Linked DNA regions of Mus musculus: regions 1 and 3 are each linked to region 2. The links are chromatin contacts, called in public promoter capture Hi-C maps. All regions are on one chromosome and are shown on one strand. The core of a region is the stretch at or near the end of the contact, and the rest is flanking DNA. Distances in the headings are between cores, read along the strand shown. Region 1 holds the start of Ppil1 (peptidylprolyl isomerase (cyclophilin)-like 1). Region 2 holds the start of Crebrf (CREB3 regulatory factor). Region 3 holds the start of Traf7 (TNF receptor-associated factor 7).

The links. Promoter capture Hi-C pulls out the DNA fragments that hold promoters and counts their contacts. Capture Hi-C pulls out chosen DNA fragments and counts their contacts.
Region 1: a promoter capture Hi-C map of liver shows a contact between it and region 2, with 2.1 times the contacts expected there. The contact joins the promoter of Ppil1 here to the promoter of Crebrf in region 2. A contact is called at or near these places in 1 of 39 promoter capture datasets (liver) and 2 of 9 other capture datasets (adipose tissue and liver).
Region 3: a contact with region 2 is called in a promoter capture Hi-C map of pre-B cells, with 2.4 times the contacts expected there. The contact joins the promoter of Traf7 here to the promoter of Crebrf in region 2. A contact is called at or near these places in 1 of 39 promoter capture datasets (pre-B cells) and 1 of 9 other capture datasets (liver).

Annotation. Positions count from the first base shown.
Region 1 is chr17:29,262,689-29,266,230 of GRCm38.p6, reverse strand. Ppil1 (peptidylprolyl isomerase (cyclophilin)-like 1) reads left to right here and starts at 2,260. Exons shown (of 4, transcript NM_026845.4): 1 at 2,260-2,359. The coding sequence starts at 2,304.
Region 2 is chr17:26,714,254-26,717,826 of GRCm38.p6, reverse strand. It overlaps Crebrf (CREB3 regulatory factor), which reads right to left and starts at 2,177. Exons shown (of 9, transcript NM_029870.2): 1 at 2,053-2,177.
Region 3 is chr17:24,526,610-24,530,157 of GRCm38.p6, reverse strand. It overlaps Traf7 (TNF receptor-associated factor 7), which reads left to right and starts at 2,220. Exons shown (of 21, transcript NM_001172113.1): 1 at 2,220-2,392. It overlaps Rab26 (RAB26, member RAS oncogene family), which reads left to right. Exons shown (of 9, transcript NM_177375.1): 6 at 38-103; 7 at 188-244; 8 at 341-417; 9 at 515-1,104. The coding sequence ends at 617. It overlaps Rab26os (RAB26, member RAS oncogene family, opposite strand), which reads right to left and starts at 1,907. Exons shown (of 2, transcript NR_045289.1): 1 at 1,722-1,907; 2 at 1,414-1,522. LOC115488833 (a small nucleolar RNA gene) reads right to left here and starts at 1,682; the gene lies at 1,605-1,682.

The sequences.
Region 1 (3,542 bases), core at 1,011-3,510, 2.5 Mb before region 2:
GGGAGGAGGAGGAAGGGACAGGAATGTCTAACTATGGGGTAGCCTAATCACATGGCCCCTAAGATCTCTGGGGAGAAGCCCCCTGAAGGCCTACTGGTGAGTGAGGAGTAAAGGCTCACACCGCTCACTCACCCTCACAAACACAGAGAAGGCTGACAGGCCGCCTCACAGTGCAGTGTCAAATATGGGTCAGAAATGGTGCTGAGCTGAGGGTCGGATTCGACACTGGATTATTTTTAAGTTGACGTTGGCCTGCCTTAATATAACATAATTGTAGAACACATCGAAAATGCCAAAACATTACAAAACTTAAAAAAAAAAAATTAAAAAGTACTCCCCAGCCGGGCGTGGTGGCGCATGCCTTTAGTCCCAGCACTTGCGAGGCAGAGGCTGGCGGATTTCTGAGTTCGAGGTCAGCCTGGTCTACAAAGTGAGTTCCAGGACAGCCAGGGCTACACAGAGAAACCCTGTCTCGAAAACCAAAAAAAAAAAAAAAAAAAAAAAAAAAAAAAAAAAAAAAGTACCCCTAAAAAAGATAAGATAAAATCTATAATTTTAGGCTGTGGAAGTTAGCTGCTTTTGATGGTTTAGTGTGTGCTTCTGACATGCTGGGCAACTAAGCTCTCACTGAGCTAGAGCCCCTGCCGCTTCTCTTCTCTGTGTATATGTGTGTCTCTCTGTGTGTGTGTGTGTATTTGTGTGTCTTATGAGAAGTTTTTTTCTTCTGCTGTATGGGTCCCAGGTTGAATTCAGGTCTTCAGGTTTGGAAGCAGGTAACTTTACCCTCTGAGCCACCTTTCCGGTCCAAGAGACTGTTTTTAAAAATAATTTTCCTTAATCATGAAAAATGTCATTCTTAGGGATGGAGAAATGGTTCAGGTGCTCTGTTCCTAACCTCCATATGCCAGCTAGAGCCTGCATGTAATTCCAGTTCTGGGGGATCTGACACACTCTTCTGGCCTCTGTGGGCTCCTGTGTGCCCATACAAACCCAGATACACACACACACACACACACACAAAATAAATAAAAAATTAAAGTCTTTTTTATTTATCTGATCTTTAATGGGAGAGCCTCCCCAGAGTGTTCACCCACAGCTCTGTTGGCCTGTAAGTAAGTACCTTGCACACTACGGTTCAGATTGCTTCTCTTTAATATGCATTGCTCAATTTTCTGAAGAGCCGTAGGTTGTTAAGAGTAAGCATTTGCTCAATTTTTGCTTTGCTGTGCAGGAAGTGGGTGGGTGGGAGGGTAGATGCATCTTAGAACTCAGGAAGTCTTGTAAATATTTTCCTACTTCTTTGTTGTTAATTATGGGATGTTCAATATAAAATATACATTTCCCTCGTGGCTCACTGAACTTGGAGAGAGCTATTTGGGCTAGACTGGATGGCTAGCCAGCTCCCTGGATTCTTCCCCATGGTCTCTGCTTTCCCGGTTGCTGAGGCCGCAAGTGCATATCTACCTGGCATTTGCATGGGTCCTAGGGACCTAAATTCAAGTACTTTACCCACTAAGCCCTGTTAGGCAAGCCGTCTACTAACTGGCCTGCATTTCCAGCTCCAAGGATACCTCTCTGAGTAGTCCTAGCTATCCTGAAACTCGCTCTGTAGAAGAGACCTTGTACAGGCCTTGAACTCTGAGATCCCCCTGCCTCTGCCGCTCCAGCGCTGGGGGCGTGCACCACTATCTCCTGGGACAGTCATTTTAAGCTTTGTCTCTCTTCCCAGCCTTTTCCTCTTTCCACATGCTCTTTGCTTTTGGAGTCTGTGGGATCAGATTTGCCATGTGGCACTTAACGGCGGAGTCTCAGTTTTCTCCGCTGAAAAACGGGACTCCTGTCATCCACAGGATTGCTTTAAGGAATAGACGCTGGGCGTGGTGGTGCACGCCTTAAATCCCAGCACTCGGCAGACAGAAGCAGGCAGATCTTTTTGAGTTCAAAGCCAGCCAGGGGCATCACCCAAGTCTGGGAACTAGGAAATTCTCCAGCCCTCCAATCAGAGTGAAGAAGGTTGTTCCCGCCTTCCGCGCCAAAACAGACCAATCACTGTTCCGGAGCGTGGCGCGAATCGCCCCTGGAGAATCTTGCACTTGTCTGAGTTCCTGCACTGAGCATTTCGACTTGCAACCCTCTTCCCAGCCTAGAAAGAAGGATCCTTCGTCATTCTTGTCCCAGCGCCCTAAATCCTGTCAAGCAAACGGGCGGATCGGCGGGAACCGGAAGTGTGTGCCCAGGGGCGGGTCCCGGGTTAACTCCGCCGGAAGTAGTGATTGCTAGCGGGGGGGATACCTTCGCTCAGCATGGCGGCGATTCCCCCAGACACCTGGCAGCCGCCCAACGTCTACCTGGAGACTAGGTGAGGGTTGGAGGTGGGGGAGGAATTGGTGGAGGGGACGCGGGTTCGTGCCGCAGTGGCCGGCCTGACTCGCAGGTTGCCCGCACGCACAGAGCTGCGGCCGGGAGTACCTGTAAGTTCTGAAGGGACCTCAGGGGAGCCCCTCCAACATCCCGGAGACCTCGACGATTTCTATCTGCTGTCCTTTCCCCACGACGTTTATTAGTTCATTTACCTATATCCACCTTCCATCTTCATTCATTCATTCACTCACTCACTCATTTTTTTTCTCAACAAGTGTGTGTTGATCACACAAGCCATGCGCGTAGGACCTGGATTTTTGAAAACACAAATCTGGATTATGGTGAAGGAGACAGATGTGTAAACATCACGGGACAAGTAGAGTTGTCTGAACAAATTTCTTTGGAAGTAGAAGAAAATTTATTTTCTCCAAAATCCAAGAGTGATCTTTGAGCTGGGGATGCCCGAGGCCCCAAGCTCGGGCTACAGCACCATATATACTCGGTGTGGTTGCACAAGCCTGTAATCCTAGCACTCTGGAGGTGGAAGCAGGAGGATCAGAAGTCCAGGGGCTGGGCTGGGCTGGATAGAATAGACTGCTTACCTAACATTCTATTATATTTATATTAATATATAAAATTAAGCCACCTCCTAGTGCCTTGCCTCCCTTGTGTGTGATTGCGCTCAGTTTACTATTGCTAGCAGCTCCTGTCCCGAAGGCTTTGTATCACACACACCCCTCCAGTTTTAGCAGAGAAATGGTGCATTTTATAGATTTACCTGCAACCTGGTTTTCATACTGATTGAAGGGAACCCTGCTTGGAGCCTGGTCTGCCCTGTCTACTGACTTGAGCCCCATTTTGTCTGCCCTTGGCTCCTGAGTGTAGACATTAGGAAGGCACGCACCACTGCTCTCGCTCCCAGTTCTACAGAGTGCTCACATTGCTGGACCTCCTGAACCTGGGCCATACAGATTCTCCCCAGAGCTCAGTGGGTAATGTACAGCAGGAGCCCCCTGCCTTGTTTTATCCTTAAAGGCACTAAGAGAAGAGAATAAAAGCACTCGTATGGGTGTATGTGGACATTTGAAGTAACCAGCCTATTTGCTTTACACATTCTCTTTAGATTTGATTTTTTTTAAAGATATATTTATTTATTTTATTTATATGAGTACACTGTACCT
Region 2 (3,573 bases), core at 928-3,427:
CTTTCACCCTAGCACTTGAGAAGGCAGAGGGAAATGGATCTTTTTGAGTTCCAGGTCAGCCTGGTCTACGGGTTAAGTTCCAGGACAGCTAGAGCTATGTAGAGAAATGCTGCCTGAGAAACAAACAAAAAATAAAAATAAAAATTATATCTAATTAAAAAAATATATATCAAATAACCCGGGATTATATTTTTACCAAGTTTTAACAAAACTGAGGGTCAGTCACATAAAACCAATAAAAGTTGATGAAAATTTATTTACTATTTGTTAATATTCTTCAGCTGAACTCTTGAAGAGCTGCCTAGGGTGATATATCTATGATGTATTCCTACTCCTAAGTACTTCACCAAAGATGTATCAATAGCCTACTACCTTTGACAACATGAGGTCACAGGTTATAAACTCATCTTAAAAGCTTTAAAAAGCATTTAACAAGGCTAATATGGTGCCAAAACAATTCCAATTTTGTATCCACATTTCCCCATTTGGAGTATCTCTCAGCTTTTTTAAACTAGGCAACACTGAAAAATATTTTAAAGTAGAATTAAAGTGACAATCATTTTACCATAGGTCACAAAATTTACAAAAAATTCCTATTTCTGCTTTTGAAAAAATAAGTCAGACCTTCATTCTTTTTCTCATTTGCTGATACTGGATAGACAAAAGTCTAAAGACTCATCAGACCTAAATACTTTTCTCAAGGCTGTTTTCTCATTAAGTATGTTAGCTTCCAATTTATGTGAGCAAGGGAGGCAAATTAAGACTTGAAACACAAGGGCCTGATCTTTGGAAGATATCCACGTTTTTTTTTTTGTTTTTGTTTTTGTTTTTTTTGGGGGGGGGGTGGATAGAAACGCCGCTCACTCAATTTTGTCTGCTTTTCCAGTCCCAATTTTCTCTTTGCAATACCCAGAAAAGCAGAAGTTCCTCTGAATGCCTGCCTCTACACGGGAGACCTGGTACAGAAACACACCCCTAACTACAGAAATACCTCCTTAAGGTAGTCTTAAGATTCAGGCCTGCTCAGAAGTAGCAAAACGGTTTGTTTTCTTGGGTTAAAGGTGGGCGATTAAAGGGTTTGGTGGCAGGATCTACCAAGCAGCGGAGAGCCGACCAAGAAGGAGACGCCAGAGACCAAGCTTCATCTAGACCCAGGAACCGCCCCCTGGGAGGCTAGACTGCCCTCGCTACTTCCCTGGCCGCCTCCACTCGGGAGCGGCTGAGCCGGGTCAGGCTCCTCCGGGCATCTTCCGGGTCCCTCCGGGACTCTAGCCCACACCCAGCCCGCCCGGCCCGCGCCCCGCTCGGCTCGGCTCCTCGCCCTTTGCCCCGTCTCCGCCCCGCTCAGTGACAACCCCCGTCCCCAGGCCCGTCCCCTCCCATCTAATATGGCCGCCCTGTCGGACCAACCCCCAGCACAGCCTAACTTACTGGGGGGGAGGGGGGGCGCGGCACCGCCTCCCTGCGCCCATTGGCGCCACGGACCCCGTCTGCCTCCTCCATTGGACAGCACCGGCCGCCACTCGACAGCGAGGGCTCCGCCTCCGGGCTTTTCAAGCTGCTTAGAGAGGACATATAAACAAATCCCGAGAGGGAGGCCCCAGTCCCGCAGCCTCCGGGGAGGGGCCGGGGGGAACAGCAGCCCCACGACGCCCCTGCCCAGAGTTCTCCCGGTCCGCTCCTCCGTCCGGAGCCTTCTGAACACTAGCTGTGCCGGTCTCCCTCACACGCCCCTCTCCTCTCCTCTCCTCCCTCCCGGCCCCTCCCACCCGCTCGCCGCTCTGACAGGCCGGCTGCCGGCAGTCGCGATCCCTGGTTCCCGGGAGCGCAAAGGGCACGGCCCTAACGGGGTCGCCCGCCGGCGCGCGCCCGCCCTTTATATAACCGTCGGCCGCGGGGGCAGCCCGATTCGGCTCGCATCGGCGACCCCGTTCCGCGCGCCCTCGGCCCGGCGGCCCCCGCCCCGCTCTCCCGGAGCCGGGCACCCGCGCCTCTCACCCGCGGTTCTCTGCCGCTGCATCCCGCCCGCCCGTGCGACCGCTCGGCATTCACCTGAGGCTGAAGGCGGTTCAGGCACTGGATCCGGCCGCGCTTACGCGGCCGCGGGCCGTCTCCATGCTGCCTCGGTTTGTTTTGTTTATGTCCTTCCTGACGGGTTCCCGGAAATCGCGTGACTCGCCCCCCTCACGTGGGCCGCGGCGAGGAGGAGGAGGGAGGCGGGGGCCCGCCGCCCCAGGCCAATCGCGAGGCGCCCTGAAGTCTGGCCAATCAGAGGCTCGGCCGGGCTAGCGCCCGTCACGTGACACCAGAGGGGCGGGTTGCTGGGGAAAACCAGGAAGAGAGGGCGGAGCGGGGGCTAGTAGGCTGCTGCTGAGCGTGGGCGTGGGCCGCTGGGGATAGCGAGCAGTAAGCTCGCGTTCGTGCGTGATGTTCTTTTCAGAGGCTTCCATATTCAGTCTGTAGCCTCAGAACTAAGATGAAGGCCAAGGAGTCCAAATGCCCACTTTACAGTTTAACTGAACCACGGGGGATTACAGGAATATTAATTAGTAGGGGGCTGCATCGACATTCTGTTTAGTAAATGACGTTCCTGTTCCCCGATTGAATTGGCCTTCAGTTGTTTGTTCATTCATCAACTCATATTTATTGAGTCTGGATCCCCAGACCCTGAGTCGGCTGCATACATCTTTGGGATAGGACCTGTATTCAGCTGTAGAAACTGCTACTAGATGCTTTATGGACAAGACTGTCTAACCTGTGATAATGTGATGATTTACGCCTCTTAATCCTGTTGATATTTTATCGGATGTGTAGTTTGTGGTAGGTTCATTATCCCAAATAGTTCTCCGAACAGACACATACGATAAGAGAACTATTTAAAAAAAATACAAAAACAAACCTCAGGAGAATTATTGTTCAAGGAAACAACCTACCTAATTATAGCAGCCTGTGTTTCCAGAAATCTCTTTAGACTCTGGACCCTCCTGTCTTAGTCTTCTGGGTGCAGGGTTACTGGTCTGCACCCGCACACACATATGGACACAGAAAAACATACTTTCTTAAGCATAGGAAAAGAAGACTAAAGGACAGAGAAACCTCATCAGATTCCCTTCAAATAACAGTTTTCCCTTGGGAGTACTCGGGGTTTCAAAGCAGGCGAGGATGTAGGAAGGGGGTATTGTGATTGACCCCTGTGATCTCAGCACTGGAGATAAGGAAGCAGGAAGATTGAAGTGTGTTCTTAGCTACACTGAATTGCATGCCCGGATAAGACCAAGTCTCAAAGTAACCTTCCGCTCCCCGCCAAATTAAGACTCCCCCTCCCCCATGCACAAAGACTCAGGCAAGTGGTAGATCAGTGGTTCTCAACCTTCCTAAAGTTCCTTATGTTGTGGTGACCCCAACCATAAAATTATTTTCATTGCTACTTCAAAACAATAATTCGGCTACTGTTATAAATCGTAATATAATGTGTTTTCTGATAGGCTTAGACTACCCCTGTGAAAGGGTCATTGGACCTCCAAAGGGGTCACAATCCACAGGTTGAGAACCATTGTGGTAGCGTCTCACTAT
Region 3 (3,548 bases), core at 971-3,470, 2.2 Mb after region 2:
ACCAGCCCTGAGACTGGCCTCAGCTTTCCCTATACAGGCCTGGTTGACAGAGATCCAGGAATATGCCCAGCAGGATGTGGTGCTCATGCTGCTAGGGAACAAGGTAGGACTCTGGGCCTGTCCTCTCCAGCCTGGCCCACAGGGTGCACCGGGGACAGGCACTAATGAAATCCCTGTGCCTGGCCAGGTTGACTCTACTCAAGACCGTGTGGTAAAGAGGGAAGATGGGGAGAAATTAGCCAAGGTGAGTCGACAGGGAGGACGATGAGGGTGTTCTTGAGATTGGGACACTGAGCTGCCCCCAGGTGCCCAGCACCTAGCTGGCAGTAACTATTTGCAGGAGTATGGGCTACCTTTCATGGAGACCAGCGCAAGGACTGGCCTCAACGTGGACTTGGCTTTTACAGCCATAGCAAAGTAAGTCCTGGTAATGAACAAACACTACCTCACATTCTAGGATAAGTGGGCTACCTTGTTCTATGTTATCTACATCCCCTCCCCTGTTGCTCTTCAGGGAGCTGAAACAGAGATCAGCCAAGGCTCCCAGCGAGCCGCGCTTCAGGCTGCATGACTATGTTAAGAGGGAGGGCCGAGGGGTCTCCTGCTGTCGACTCTGAACCTTGCTGAAACTCAGTTCCACGCTGGAGGAAGCAGTTCTGCCTTTGAGAATTGCCCGAGTCTATAGACTTGTCCTCAAAGGATGGATGCCCTAGTGTCTTCTCAAAGACACCAGAGGCTAATGCTTACCCTTTGCCCCAGTGGCCACCAGAAATGGTCTTGAAGCATAAAAACCAGGCCACAGCACATTGCTGCCCTCTTCTGGGCACTCCCAGAAGTGAGGAGGGGGACCACACGCAGCACACTGCTCAGACAGGACCCCACTCAAGGCTATGTCAGTCACTGTCCATTTGTTGGACTGCTTCCGACTCACTAGGAGGCTGATATAGGGACGCACAGCAAGGTCAGAATGATAGAACCCAGTCACAACTTAGCAGGCTGGCCCAGTCCGTTCCACTTTGTACTAAAGTCACCAAGCCACAAATGTTGAGTGAAAACCTGTCCTCTAAGTCCCTATTAATAAAGGTGTTTCTGGAGTTTGTGTCATCTGTGGAAAACCACCTCCTGGGGCAAAAATGGCTTAGTGGGGGGGTAAAGGTACTTCACCTGGGGAAACACTTAATTTACACATGCGCTGATACCGTCACCAAAATTCCCACAGGAATAGTTTACTATCAAGATTAGGGTGCCCCACAGCCTATTCCTTAAGTAGTGCTGGCTTATAAGGTCACCCTAGATTAGAATGATTCAAACAGAATATCTTAGTCAACCCCTTTGCGGACTGTGTGACGCCAAACCAGGGCCTCTACGGCACTGTGCTATCAGCACATGAAATCACAACGTCTGAAACCACAGTAAGATTGCATTTCACTTTATTGCTAAGAAACTCAGATACACGGATGCCCAGCTTACCAGCCAACACTCCTACTCGTTGGATCTCTAGATGCAGCCGACTCAACATGCCCTGAAAAAAAAAAAATCAAACATAAATCTTTACTTTGGTTAACTTTTCACTCAAAACCCATCCAATTAGTGACGTCGCGCCCAAGCCTCAGTCTTATAATGTAATCAGACTACGCATGCAGTTTTCATACGAGGTGTCAGAAATTAATTCATCACGGGCTTGGGGCTGAAAAGGGAAGCCAGGCCCGACCAGTTCATACCTGCAAAAATGGAGTCAGAAGAAAAATGGGGAAGGGTTAAACCCTTAGGACTAAAGCACTTCAGCTCGGGAGGAAGGCAGATCTGTAGCAGAGGTCCTTTGAGTTCCATTCGGCGAGCACTACTCCCAAAACGTTCCTTACAAAACCTAGATGAAAGGGACCACGAACACACTCACTCCCAAAAAGAGCGACTGCTCGCGAGGCTCAAGAGTTTATAGAACTGCCCCTTATGTGATTGGGCCACCTCTGAGGAAGTGCCCACCTTCCTCCACTGCTGATATGCTCCTCGAGCTGTCCTGCAATTTCCACCAATCGTACAGCGACTTTTGTTTTGGAGGCGGTATTTTGAGTAGCTCGAATATCCTCCCGGTTGTAGAGCCATTGAGTCCATGAGTGACGAGTTCAGTTAGCCAATCAAATTCCAATGTGCAACATAGAGTGATTCTGAAGCTACCAATCCGGTCCTTCAGTACAGAGGTCGCCGGAAGTCGTAGTTTAGGAAGCTCAAAGCGTGAAGCAGCACCTAGAGTTCCTGAAGTCCGTGAACTACAAGTTCCGACCTGCCCCGGGACTTCCGGCTCCTGTATCCTGAAACCTTTCCCGGCCGCGGGCCGAGAGGGGCAAGATGATGCCGGTGGGTGAAGTCGCTGCTCCTAGGCAGCCGCGGGCGGGTGAGTGAGTGCGCGGAGCACAAGACCTGGGGCTCCTTCTTCCGGGGAGTGCGGTGGAGCGCGGGCTGGTTGTGGGAGCGTCGCGAGCGGTCGTGGGCCTAGCCTGGGGGGCGGGACTGAGACGGCTGGGGTCTCAGCCTCTATAAGTCCTCCTGACTCCAAGTAAATCCGTCTGTCACTCCTTCCCTTCACTCTCTCTTTCGTTGTCTTTGCACTCCTATGTTTTTTTGAGCGCTGCCTGTGTGCCAAGCAGTATCCTAGGCTCTGGAAAGTCGGCGGAGAACCGGATTCCAAACTGATAAGCTCATCTGGTACGCGGTTTTGAGACAGACCATTCTGCCTCTAGGGTCCTGTGCATTGTACGCAGTCCAGCAGCAATTCTGAGTTTGTTCACTGAATGGTAGTAGTAACACCCACAGCCCTGTTTTGTTATGACAAAAATGTCTCAAGACTTTGGTAACTGTCTCCTTGTGGCAACTCACCTGCAGTACTGTTATTCTAGTTAAAATAAAAAGTTAAAAATCATGAGGAACTGTGATAAGTTTTACGGGGGGGGGGGAACTGAACACAGATAAAGTATTGAGTATTGGGCGTTCTTAAATCTTTGGTAGGGAGACCTACAGTTAGCTGAAGATCTGATGGAGAAGCAGTCAGTCTTGAGACATTTCAGGAAGAGCCTTACAGGCAGGGGGAGTCAGAGGAGCAAGCCAGCAAGTATAGGTAAGTGATAGGTAAGGTTAAGAGGCAGAGCAGGGTAAAGTCTGAGAGCCTCTGGTATGTGTGATGATTTATGAGTCAAGTAAAATAGTGAGGAAGCTAGACCAGCGTCTTCTAACCCTCACTAGAGGCCAGTTGTCCCAGCCTAGATTCTTTTGAGGCAGGCCAACATGATCAGATGAGGCTGAGGTCTAGAGATATCTGTCTCATCTCCCCTCCTGCCCCGCTCCCTGCACGCACAGGCTCATTCCTTTGCAGCCTTGTTCTTCAGGGGCCTCTCCATGTCCCAGATCTCTTTCCTGAGGATCTTTGTGGCAGGCGCTGCTGCAGTCATAAAGACAATCCTGAAGATCCTCTATACATTCATGTTTCTCTGCAGAAACTCAAGTCCCTGTACCCTGAGGTCCTAAATCTATTTGCAGCTGTCTCTTCAGGAAAT